2 separate regions of the Sus scrofa genome follow, and region 1 is linked to region 2. A link is a contact called in public Hi-C data. All regions are on one chromosome and are shown on one strand. The core of a region is the stretch at or near the end of the contact, and the rest is flanking DNA. Distances in the headings are between cores, read along the strand shown.

Region 1 (6,727 bases), core at 876-3,375, 43 kb before region 2:
GGATAAAAAAGATGTGGTATATATACACAATGGAATATTACTCAGCCATTAAAAGGAACAAAATACTGGCATTTTTAGCAACATGGATGGACCTAGAAACTATCATGCTAGGTGAAGTCAGCCATACAATGAGACACCAACATCGAATGCTATCACATGTGGAATCTGAAAAAAGGACAGACTGAACTTCTTTGCAGAACAGATACTGACTCACAGACTTTGAAAAACTTATGGTTTCCAAATGAGACAGGTTGGGGGTGGGGGGATGCACTGGGGGTTCGGGATAGAAATGCCATAAAATTAGGTTGTGATGATCATTGTGCAACTATAAATGTAATAAATTCATTGAGTAATATAGAAATAAATAATAAATAAATAAATAAAAACCCTTTCTAGAATAAGCACAAGGTGCTACGAGAACTATATTTTGGGGTGAGGGGGTTGTCTAACGCCAGGTATGGGAGTTAGTGGAAGGCTTCCTATGGGAGAATTCACCTATTTGTGGACCTTAAGACCAAGCACTCATTAGCCTGGCAAAAAAAAAAAAAAAAAAATGTGTGTGGATTTGGGGTGACAGGTTGGAGGAAGAGGTGGGGTGAAGGTTGCAGGCAGAAGATAGCGCCCACGTGAACCTCCAAAGGGGAAAAAACAAACTCATTATCACATTCTGAGAAGCATACGTTCCAAGAACTGCAAGGAGTTTGGTGTGGAAAAATGGAATGAGATATGTAGTTGGTGAGATAAGTAGAGGCCAGTTCATGAATGGCCCAGGTGCCTGGTTAGGACCCTGGACTTTGCAGAGAATAGAGGGGAGATGAAAGTGACCGTCAGGTCACAGAGAATGAAATAATCAGGTTTAAACAAAAAACAAATGTAATAAATGTTGCTTATATAGATAAGTATACATACCTAGTTAGAAAGTGCTAAAACAACTTTGCACACAGGATGAGGATCCCAGAGGGCATTCAAGCACTAACTTTGGTGTTCCACCACGAAGAACCCTAAATCCTTACTGCAGGGTTAGGCAGTGTAGTGGTGCTCGCTCCAGTAGTCCCCACCTCTCAGGAATTTACCCCACCTGCTTTGGTGGAAAACAGACATTTTACAAATACAGACATTTTAGAAAAACACAGGCCTTTCAAGAATGTCTTCCGGAGTTCCCGTCGTGGCGCAGTGGTTAACGAATCCGACTAGGAACCATGAGGTTTCGGGTTCGAGCCCTGCCCTTGCTCAGTGGGTTAAGGATCCAGCGTTGCGGTGAGCTGTGGTGTGGGTCGCAGACGCAGCTCGGATGCAGCATTGCTGTGGCTCTGGTGTAGGCTGGCAGCTACAGCTCAGATTAGACCCCTAGCCTGGGAACCCAAGCGGGAGCGGCCCAAGAAATGGCAAAAAGAAAAGAAAAAAAAAAAAAAGAACGAATGTTTTCCCCCATCACCCTTTTCCTCGTCCCTCCCCACCAGCCCCTAAAACTCTGCCATAATTGTCCCTGGTGTAAGGAAAGAGCTGTGAGCAGCCGCAAAAGCCAGAAAACTAGACTAACCTGGGCCACTGGCCAGGGGGTCTATTTTTAGAACTTGTTCTCATTGCCTGTTTATCTTTCAGACTCAGCCTAATGTCTTCCAGGCGAATGTTAAAGCTATTTGGCTGGCTTGCAGAGGAGAGGAAGAAGGTGATCTAACACTTAAGAGCAGTGGCAATAGGGATAACCATTCCGACAGTGTGTTCTCATAACGTCCTCCCAGTGTACCCTTCTTGGCCTTCGATTCCTGTAAAGCCACTTACACAGGATTTATTCAAGCCCTTCCCAGCCACTTCTACTGGCTGTGGAATTTGGGCAGGTCACAAAGAGAAGATAATAGGTTATGGATTTCATAATCCATCAAGTATGACCAGAGCGCTGCTGTCCCTCCTGACCTCGGTTCCCTGGTGACTAAAATAGGGGTCTAACATCCTAACTGTAAACAGGCATTGGACACTAAAGCGCCCTCTACAGATAAAAATCACTTGGTCGTGATTCTCCTTTGTGTCTGGTTACTCAGGAAAAGGCGACGGTGCTTTCATTTACCGTAAAATCTGGTGAGTTATTTTAATCCATTCAAGCCGTAAAAGAGAAAAGGGCTAGCGTTTTGTCTCGATTTATATTTCCCTCCAGAGGAGAAACTAGGTGGCCCCTGGAATTCCACAGCATCTAAAATGTGCCGCGGGAAAACGCTCCGAAGGCGTGCAGGGAATTAACCCTTTCCGTTCCGCCGGCCGAGACCGACATTTAAGGGCGTCCTCCCCGGACTTGCTGTCCATTAGCCCCAGTTTACTCTGTAGCCAGATCCCATCTCTCCGGATCACCTTCCAGTTCTGCTGTCCGCTCTAGAGTTTCTGGGATGATCGATGGGCAAACTTCCGCTGCAGACCCGGCGTTCATCCCCTCCCTAACCCTCACGGTCCACCTTAAGGAGACTCCGCAGCCGAAAGTAGAGGCGGGTGTTTTGTTCTTATAAGGAGGAAAAGTTTCTTTGACATCCAGGAAATGAGTAACTCTGAAGTCCTTTAGAGCCCCCGCTGATGGAGGCCAGAAGGCGGGAGCCGGCTGGGGTATCACCGCCCGCGTCCCTCTAATTGCCCTGACGCTCCGCGGCAGCAGCCGCCAGACAGCCGATTCCGGGCCCCCGGGACCCGCGCGTGCAGCGGAGGCTCGCGCGGTCCCTCCCGCGCCAGGGAGCGGACACCAAGACTAAACGTAAGTCCCTGGCCTGAAGCCGAGAGGCTCTGCGTCCTCCCCAAGCATCTCGCGTATAGGAAGGAAGGAAGGGGACCAGGCGGAGGCGCGGTGGCGGATTTAAGAGGGGCGCCAGCTCAGCCTCCCAGGTTGGGGCTGACTTGGGAGACCCTGTTAAGGTGCCCGAGAGAATGTGGGGGTGGGCGGCTGTCCTCCCAGGTTCCCTTTCCGTCCTCGCGCCGCGCGGGGTCCTGCGCCCCAGCCTCTCGGCTTTAACCCCTCTCGAGACGCGGAGACCGTGGGTGCTTCCCTGCAGCCACGCGCCGCCGGCAGCTCCTCCTCCCCGCCGCACAGAACCGCCGCGCCGGAAGCGGGACCACGCTGTTGTTTGTGCGGACTCGCTGGTCCGTTACCTTCGACCGTCTGGGCAGATGCTAGGACAAAAAGGCCGAGTCTCCTTACTCTCTAGCCCGCTCCTTTCCCTCCTTCTTTCCCCTTCTGGAAACAGGGAGAGGGTGTGAAGCCTGCTTTTTCTTGGTTTAAATTAGTGAAGCTGTGCTGGGGCCGGATAAAGCCCTCGCTGCTTCCTCTTTCAGGGCTGTTGATGGAGAAGACCCCACGCTGTTCAGAACTTTCTCTAGGAGCTGCAGCTAGTTTCTGCCACCTGGCCCCTAAACCCATCCCGTCCTTTTCCCATTGTCTCCACTTTCCTGGCTGCCTGGTGGAGGGACTCCGAAGCCCCAGGGCTGGACTTCCCATCCAAAAGGCTTCTTCTCTTTAAAACCATAAATGCTACCTCCCAGGAAAGAAAAATATTTTACTGCACCTCTTGGGCACCACACGTTGCCTTTTGCTCCCCTGCCTAATGTGAGAGCCACCTAACCTCCCCCTCAAAACTGAAAGAGCATCGGGTACTGGTGGATCCTGGACCCTGGTCTTTTGATCCTAAATCAGTTTCAGAATCCTATTTTGTTGCTATTCCTCCCTTGGATTTGACCCAGGGCCCTTCCCTTTTACAAACCTGTTCTACCTAGGAGAGGCTTAAAGCTAATCTGTGCTGGGGTGCAGTCAAGTTAGCCTTGAAAATGGCTAATAGACAGGTAGAGTTGCTGACATTCACCTCTTTATTAACATAATAGGCCGAGCTTTCGCGTCCTCCTTTCGAAGCCTACGTGCCTAAGTGGCTTTCATTGTTTGCTAATTCCCTGTGTGCTGCTGCTGCCCCAGGCCATCCTGCCCTCATATTTTCCACTTGTGGGTAACCATAATATGGTTATACTGACTCTCCAATGGAAAGGCTTTCATTCAAGTGCTATCCTCTATCTCCATAATTTTCAAAGATGCAGCAGTTTCAAGCTCCAGCTTTCAGGGGTCAAGGATCTGAACTTTTAACCTCAAGCCATCATCCCAGAAGTTGTCACCTTACCGAGAACACCTCCCCAGCTCCTGCAACGCCCTAGAGGGAAACAAAGCAGAGGGGGTGTGAACTTCTTATCTGAGGACAAGAACAGGGAGGAACTTTTAGTAGAGGCTTCTGGCAAACTTGCCCACTTGAGAAGGTAACCTCTCGGAGGAAACGTGTTTTTGTAATTTTTCCCTTCTTGGATCCCCTGGGAGTCAATCAAGAGAAAGAAAGTGGGGGGATTCTGTCTGAGAGAGAGGGTGCTCCTCTGGGTGGGAGCCCTCACAGCGCTGTTCTCACATGTCTGAAGGAGTGGATGGAATGCCTTGGAGCTTCTGGAAAGTACTTCTTGTGAGGGAAAAGGGAATGAACTGGCAATATTTTCCCCAAGGATGAGAAGCCCAGGGGGACATGGCTATGGCCTTTGGGACTCCCCGCATTGTCACTCCAAGAAAGGAAAAGACTTGCTCTGTCTGCCTCCGAGGCATACTGGGTGGGAGAAGCAGGACAGGTCTTACTCAGAAGTAAGGAGGAACTTGCTCAGTAGGTAATGCGCTGCCATCACTTTCAGCAGACAGGTGGCCATCAACACTTACGAAGGAGAAAGTCCCTGCAGAGGCTGAGACTCTGTGGCTCCCTGTTTGGGTGGAGAGTCCCCTCAATAGGAATGAGGAGGTGGGAGGGCAGCCCCCTGGGGGCTTCTGGGGAAGGCTTAACTCTCTCAGTGTCCTAAAGGAGGAACAAGTGCTCCAGGTGTGTTGGGCAGCTTAGGGGCAGGAGCTTGCTTGTGGCTGGGACTAATCTTGACCTGCTGGGGAGGGGGACACAGCCATGAAAATGCTAAGAGCTGATAATAAATAACCTCCAAGGCTGCTGCTAGCCTGTTCTATCAATTGCATGAATTAGAATCAGATGCTCCCTCTCTACAAGAGGATGGCACCCTAGTGCCATTTAGAAAAAGGGCCTCAGAGTTCTTGTTGTGGCTCAGCGGCAATGAATCTGACTAGTATCCATGAAGATGTGGGTTCGATCCCTGGTCTTGCTCAGTGGGTTAAGGATCTGGTGTTGCTGCAAGCTGCAGCGTAGGTCACAGACATGGCTCAGATCTGATCTTGCAGTGGCTGTGGAGTAGGCTGGCAACTGGAGCTCCGATTTGGCTCCTAATCCGGGATCTTCCATATGCCTTAGGTGCAGCCCTGAAAAGCGAAAAACATAATAATAAATAAATAAAAAGAAAAAGGGTCCTCATCTGGGTGGACATAGCTGGGCAGGCAGCATGTGAGCTGGATTCATCCTCACCACCCCTTGTTAGGTGTATTTGATCAGTACACCACCTATACAACCGTACACAACAGCCCTGATAAACCATAATTGAGGGCTTAACATTTGCTAAGTTTTTTTTTTTTTTTCCCAGAAAACCAGTTTGCCTCTATTAATTCATTAAATCTTCACAGTAGCCCAGTGACATAGGTATTGATGTCCCCATTTTATACTGGAGGAAACCAAGGTACCGAGAAGTAACGTATTTGGAAGCTCGAATGCTAAGCCCCAGTCACTGAGCAGTCACAGAACAAGAAGTAGATTGAGCTTCGAAAGCTAGTTTGATTGAGGCCCTCATGAGAAAGAAGAAAGATTGCTCTTTTCTGTCTCTATCAAAGGAAGTAATACCCACTCTCAGCTCAGAAGGAAGAAGATGGAAAGCTCATCTGGCAGCTGAAAGAAAGGAAGGAAAGAGGCAGGCCTGGCCCCAGCCTCCAAAGGCTTGCCTTCTGAATTGCTTGGTAGTAGGAGGTGGCAAATCCAGTTTGGCGCCTGGCATGAGGGTGATGAGTAAGTGCTGCCTGGGTGTGGTGTGGAGGGGAAAGGCCCTACAGGGCCTCTGACCTGGGCAGCAATGGGCAATAGCAGAAATTTCTGAAGATGCTGTTCTGATGCTATCCTGTCCAGTGGTGTTCACCTGCAAATGCCCTTCCCAAGCTCTTCCAGGAAGCCTTTCCAAAATGCCATTTCACAGCAGCATATACATTATCTCTTATTTTTCACTCTATACATCTCAGTACTTAATTAGCTAGAATCAAGCATTTTATTACAGACACTCTATAGACAGTATTTTAAACAAAATAAGCTTCTCAGCCAATGAGAAAGTCATGATATCTCTTGGAAAGGGTAGGCTGGTGCCCAACACATTTCCCAGAAGGATGATGTTTACTCTACATCATGTCACCTGTTCCAGGGTCTTGCTCTTAGCTGTGCCCACTGGGAAATCCTAGCTCCACAGTTTTTAGAAAGGTTTGGACTTGGGCTACTGAGTTATCTCAAGAGAGCTCCCAGAAGTGGGTATACAAATAAGATTGCTTGTGTATCAATTTGCAAGGAGACTTTGTCACCATCATGCAGACTGGGTGATACCTGGGAAGCCACATGGGAAACCATGGATCAGAAGGCAGCTTGTGCTTGGCAAGCTGGATTCAAATCAGAGTAAGGGACTAATGGTCCCATAGCATGGGCTCTGTTTGCTTCCTTGGCCCTCTTGCCAATGAGAAGATACCCTCATGGTAGACCAGTACTCCTATGTATCTCCTTGGCCAGTCCCTTCAGTGCAGTGTTTACCA
Region 2 (6,562 bases), core at 3,551-6,050:
TACATGTTCTGCCCAGGGTCCCTGTGCCATCTCCCTAAGTCTACCAGGCAATTTCTTCTACCTCAAACATCCCTACATTCCCATGGCATATGGCTGGCCATTCTGCTTGCTTTAAACACAAAGTGTATATTATTTTTTAAGTCATTTATTTGTTTAAAGGTATTCCCATCTAGGGGAGGACCCTTTGGGGGAACTAAGGTGAGTAAAGTATGCGGTGTCTGCTGGTGACACAGCAGGACCAGGTGGGCAGCCACCAAGGAGGCTGCAGACAAGCCACCAAAACCCCATGACTGAGACCCTCCGCCTGCCTCTGTGTTCACCACAGGCCTGCACTGGGTGGGCTGATGATGGGGGGCTTTTGGATACAGTCTCATCAGCAGAATATGAATAAAGTCTGTTAGTGGCAGAAGAGCACAGATACATTCTAAAAAGGAAATTTACCTAGTTTAAAACCTGATTGTCTTTCATATTCATGTGAACTATGTCCAAAGGAGGAAAAATGGCACACAAACCATTGCAAGCACCGTTACCCAGGGCAATCCCAGGAATTCACCCCCCCACACTCAAATGTCTTACTCAGCTATTCCATATACATCCAGCCGCTCAAACCAGGGCCAAAAGAGGTAATCAATCATGGATATACAGTCTCCACCAAAGAAGATGGTGTTCTGATAGCCAAGAATCTGAAAGTTTAAACAGAGCAAAACCAAGTTAATTTACCTCTCTGCTAGCATACTTAACAGGACACCAACTACAAATATCAAATTAATTCCCAAAGAAAGAGAGCCAAGGCTTTGATTCCCCTTCCAGTTTGTTAGGTGAATGCTTCTTCCCTTTTCCCATGGTTTCTTCTACCTCCTGTCGTGTCTTACTCCAGGTCACATTCAGCCCTTCCCTCCTTTCAACCCTGGAGCGTGAGTGCAGCTCATCTCATTGGAGAACTTGAAAAGACAGCCCAGCCTAGGCCTCTCAACCTAGAACAGGCTCCTCCCAGTGCTAAGCTTTCCAGGGATGAGCTCAGCCACACACACTCCTGGGGGAGGGGGCTGCTGCCTCTGACCAGCACTGCCGGTAACTGGATGGGACGGTCCCCATTGGGATTCCCACTCTCTGTGGTTGTGATTCCCCATTCTCCAGGATCCACCTTATCTGTAATAAAGAGGATACTGTAGTCTCTACACATCTTCCATTTTTTGCCTTATCTCTAAACTGATTCAAAACTAAGACACTGAATGGAGTTCCATGATTGCACAGCAGGCTAAGGATCCAGCTTGGTCACCACTGTGACTCTGGTTACTACTGTGGGGCGAGTTTGATCCCTGGCCTCGAAACTTCTGCTTGCTACAGATATAGCCAAAAACAAAACAAACAAATAAAAAAAACAAAACAAAACAAAAAACGGAGGTAGGGAAGAGCAGGGCTATCTAACAGGTCTGCTCAATTCCCAATACCGTCTTTCTATCATATTTTCTTTTTTTGAGTTCTCTGAAGTTCATGCAAGCTGACCACTCAACAATTTTATTTTTAAGTTTAAAATAAAATTTCCAGGAGTTCCCATTGTGGCTCATCAGGTTAAGAACCTGACATACTGTCCCTGAGGATTTGGGTTCCATCTCTGGCCTTGTTCAGTGGGTTAAGGATACAGCAGTGCTGTAAGCTGTGACGTAGATCACAGATGTGGCTCGGATCCAGCATTGCTTAGGCTGTGGCGTAGGTCGGCAGCTGCAGCTTCAATCTGACCCCTATCTCTAGGACTTCCATATGCCAGTTTTGCAGCCATAAAAAGGAAAAGAACACAAAGATAAGAAAATAAGAATTTATCATTCCCAAATGGGACAAATCCAGATAGATGATGAACTGTCTTGAAAATAGAAAAACTCTTGACAGACAGATAGCCAAAGACAGTGGGGGGGAAAGGCATTTGAAAATTTAGAAAGCAACGGTGCTCAGCAGAGGTTATTTTTGGGCTGGGTCTTCCCAAAGAGAAAACTGTGATGCCAGTTACCTAGTTAAATTGAGCAAAAGACTCTCTTTGACCCACATAGCACATAATCAACTAAATACTTCCCTATAGCTACAGATCTAGATTCCTATAGCCTTTATCTAGATTTCAATATTCTTATCTCTCTCACTCAGGCTTGATTCTTCATATTCGAGGCCAGCTTGTTGCCTCTATGATGTAGCCTAGGGCTGGAGTTTTGGGGGGTGGGGGTTGGCCACACCTGTGGCATGCAGAAGTTCCAAGGCCAGGGGCCATAGCAGTAACAACACTAAATCCTTAACTGCTAAGCCACCAGGGACCTCCAGGGCTGGAGTTAAGAATAGGCTTTTGAGTTCTCTCATGGTACAGCAGGTTAAGGATCTGGTGTTGTCACTGCAGCAGCAGCTCAGGTCACTGCTGTGGGGCAGGTTTGATCCCTGGCCTGGGAACTTCTGCATGCTGTGAGCATGGCCAAAAAAAGAATGAAAGAAAGAAAGAGCTGTGAAGCCAGCAGAAAAGCATAAAGATCCAACAGAAAGCAGTCTTCCCTTGTGCTTGTCTTCCAAACACCATCCAAAGTGCTGGCTCCTCTACAGACACATCACAGTGACCCATGAGCACACCCTGGCCTGCCCTCCTTGGAGGTGTATTACTGCCTCTCACCTTCAATAGGAGAGCTCCCTTGTCTGCCAACCTGAGACCTCCCAGACCTGTGAAATGACTTGTCCCCTTAGAATCACAGAACTTCAGTACTGGAACAATCTTTGGGATTCATCTAGTGTGACTCCCATTTTTCCATTTATTTATACCATACTCATGATACAAAGGATTAGAGGGGCAGTGTATAAAAACATGTCCACTAAAATATTAAACATTAAAAAAATAACCTGCTAAGATCAGGGAAAATAAAAGTTAGAACAGAAAGTCAAAGGAAGGAAGGAAAATGGTCTCAAGATAGCAAGCCAAGGCTCCCGCAGAGTTCCTTAATAAATAAAGCTTTGACTTTGACTTGAGTTTCCTGGCAGCTCAAGTGCAGAGGAAAGCAGACTGGTGAGCTGATTATTGTCTCCGCCATGGAAGCATAAGAGGCTTTTGCTTTACAGAGGAGGAAACTCCATCCTGGAGAAGTAAGGGGGCTCTCTGGTTAGTGCCAGAGATAGACAAAAACACCATTCTCCTAAGTCCCAGCTGAGTGTCAATGCCGTGACATTCAACCTCAAATATGTATGTATGAGGACTCTCATCACAGAGGCTTCCCCAAGTCCCTTGTGAATTCTTTGCTGATTCTTTCAATTTAAAAAGAAATCAGCAAAAAGCTTAGAATCTGCCTACTCTGAAAGCCTCTTTCCCTCTCTGGCCAAGGACTGGCCCAACACTGAGCATCTCTGTGAGAACTTTCCTTCCACCTTATCCTTTCCTACTCTCTCTCAATCATGGCCTCTGCCAGGGCACCAAGCTGACCTGGAGGTGTGATACAACCATGGTAAAAGAGCCTTTCAAAATTCTCTCCTTCCTGTTTCATTCCATGGATAAGGTCTTCAGGCAACTTGACTTAAAATCATTCTTCTGTGTTCTCAGTTTCAACTAAGCCCCTTGCTTAGAGCCAATTAGCTGCTTTTCACAAATTTCAGGATAGTCAGAGGTGAAATAAACTGTCAGTCTTAATGTCCAATGTCTTATCTTTCCTAGGTGTTCTGTCATCAGAAACAGAACAGGAAGCTGTGGCTATACCTCAACCCACTTAGTGGTGGTTCTGTTAACACACAATATCTTTTTTTTCGTTTAGGGTCGCAGGTGCAGCATATGGAAGTTCCCAGGCTAGGGGTAAATAGGAGCTACAGCTGTCAGCCTACACCACAGCCACAGCAACAGCAGGATCAGAGCTGTGTCTGCAACCTACACCACAGCTCACCGAAATGCCAGATCCTTAACCCATGATCCAGGTCAGGGATCAAACCCACCTCCTGATGGATACTAGTCGGGTTCATTACCCCTGAGCCACAATGGGAACTCCTAAAAACTCTGTTTTGGGTTAATTCGCCCACCTGCCACATCTAATGATATTGGCCATTCTTAAGGCTTAATAGCTTTCTCAGAGCTATTATCCCTGGTATCCTCAAGCAAGGAAAAATAGCTACTTCAAGATGATGACTTTCAGCCCACCCCACCCCCACCCTCGTCCCCCACGTCCCCCACATCCCCCAGGAGGTCACACTAAGGCCAGAGGAGGGAACCAAGGCTCTAGCTTCAAGCCCTCAGGGGTCCTTTAAGTGTGACCACTTCTTCAATTCAGCTTAAGAATTGAGACATTTTAGGAAAAGCCATTTGATGTTCTGGAATAGTAGAAAGCCCTATTTTTAAAACCTTCTGTTCTCCAGCTCACTGAAAAATGACTGCATATTCTTCTCTTGCTCTTAGATGTGACAGGGGATGAGGACCGAGCACGCTAATGAAGAGGAAGGGGCTGCTTGGTAAAACAAAACTTGAAACAGCTGCTCCTCTACGCGGGCCTCTCGGTCTCCCTCAGGCGGACGAAAGGAGGCTGGCTCTAGAGCGCACGTAGAAGGCCTCCTTGTGGCCATTGTTATGAAGTGCACCGGCCGAGATACCCCTCTGAGAGCTTCACCAAGGAAAAAAGAAATTGGCATTTTACGGGGCGCACGATCATAAAGAGAAGCGAATCACAAACGTCCTCAAACCAGGTATCCTAAAAAGCTTCAGTCTACAGTCTTGGACTCTCAGGTGCAGCTTCAATGACTGCACTTCAAAGCTTGACGCGGCCACTTGCCCTGCCTGTGGTCATTTACACCACTGCCCACAAATCCCGAGTCTCTGACCAGAACAGTGTTGTGGCTCTAAGCAGGTGCTGCTGTCCTAGCCTAAGGAGGAGAAAGAGGTTGTTCTTGATGGAAATAGTTCTGAAGAAGCAGAAACCCCCCTTCCCCCAATAAAATACACAAAGCCCCCTACAGGTACATCAGCAATGCAGTCCTTTATCCAGGAGCAGAAGCAAAGTACTCAGCTCCAGGGCAGAAATTTTCTGAGTTCATACAAGATAAGGATTTCAAATGTCAGGTCCCTACCACACTGACATACTCTAGCTGAGGCTGCGCTAACAACAACGAATGGATTCCCTTTAAAACAAACCAAGGGTATAGAACAAAGTTAAAGCACAGATAAAACCACTTCCCTAGAAAGACCCCCGAGAAGTAGGATCCAAGGGGATCACGCCCCTCCCTCTGGTCATCACTTTCAACTCAGAGTCTGCTGTGAAGATTCAGAACACAACTTGTCAATACTTGTCAAAGGACCACCCTGAAAATTCTATCCTGGAATCCTTTTCATGGGCTTCCTTTGTTAAAATGTACTTGTGAGACAGTAGGGGGGAAAGCTATGGGGCAAGGCTTGACAAGTCAAATACCTTTAAAGCGACGGATGGTGGATGAAAATATAAATGAATATTTATCAAATCTCTGAAGGGGGCAAAGAGGAAGACGATTTTCTTTCTTTCTTTTTTTGGCCTCGCCTGTGGCATGTGGAAGTTCCTAGGCCAGGGATCAAACCCTAGCCACAGCAGTGACCTGAGCCACAGCAGTGACAACCACTAGGCCACCAGAGAACTCCAAGGATTTTGTATAAAAACAGTGGAAGAGGTCACAACAGGAAAGGCTTATAGTACAATATTTTTAATGTTATATTTCTATATGTACCAAAAAAGACAAATCATAAGTTAAAGCAAAAAAATGTGTCTTAAAAACAGGCCAATATCCTTTATATATATAAGGACTAATTTTTTAAAAAAATCAACAAGGAAAATCATTAAGCCCTTAACAAACAAATGGGTAACAGACAATTTTCACAAATACAACACAAAGAGATGGCGTACTTTGGGGAAAATTTTCCACTTCACTAACAATCAAAGAAATACACATTAAATGAACAAAGAGAGACTGTTTCTTTCCAAAACAGGCAAATATCTTCTTTCATGCACTCTCCCAACAGTGAAAAGGAGATGGTACCAGGGGCACATGCACTCATAGCACGTGGGCGGCAAACAGCAAAGACTCGGGGGAGGAGTTCCCCTCGTGGCTCCGCGAAAGAATCTTACTAGCATCCACAAGAATGCAGGTTCAATCCCTGGCTTTGCTCAGTTGGCTAAAGATCCAGCGTTGCCCTGAGCTGTGGTGTAGGTCACAGACCAGGCTCGGATCTGGCATTGCTGTGACTGTGGTGCAGGCCAGAGGCTACAGCTCCTATTCAACCCCTAGCCTGGGAACCTCCATATGCCATGGGAGCGGCCCAAGAAATGGCAAAAAGACAAAAAAAAAAAAAAAAAAAAAAAGGCTTGGGGAAGCAATTTAGCAACATCTAGCTCCTGCCTCTAAAGTGTTCATATGCCTTGATCTGGTAATTCCATTCTTGGAAGTCCAGCCTAGCAACATATTCTAAAATAGTGAAAAGGCTTTTTATGCAAAGAAGTTCCTGGCAGCATCATTCAAAATGATGAATCAATCTAAAGAACCCTAATGAATGTGCTGGCTAAACAACTATGGCATATACATATGGAAATTATGCAGAAGG

What was found. A called contact is a pair of places that touch in the nucleus more often than the background predicts.
Region 1: a Hi-C map of retroperitoneal adipose tissue shows a contact between it and region 2, with 2.7 times the contacts expected there. The contact joins the promoter of ITPRIP here to the enhancer-like site in region 2. A contact is called at or near these places in 2 of 5 promoter capture datasets (fetal liver and liver), 31 of 47 Hi-C or Micro-C datasets (adipocytes, adipose tissue, alveolar macrophages and 17 more) and 2 of 2 datasets of contacts at active chromatin or transcription factors (alveolar macrophages and skeletal muscle).

Annotation. Positions count from the first base shown.
Region 1 is chr14:115,272,941-115,279,667 of Sscrofa11.1, reverse strand. ITPRIP (inositol 1,4,5-trisphosphate receptor-interacting protein) reads left to right here and starts at 2,125. Exons shown (of 5, transcript XR_002338487.1): 1 at 2,125-2,734.
Region 2 is chr14:115,232,794-115,239,355 of Sscrofa11.1, reverse strand. LOC100152209 (glutathione S-transferase omega-2) reads right to left here. Exons shown (of 7, transcript XM_001927288.6): 6 at 577-683. Among named protein-coding and RNA genes, the nearest start is that of GSTO1, 30 kb to the right of the region's middle. Within about 2 kb of position 4,800, at least 16 of the 83 cell types and tissues checked have an H3K27ac peak or open chromatin away from gene starts, as enhancers often do. A contact at or near this core is called in adipose tissue, fetal liver and retroperitoneal adipose tissue, where this site is marked.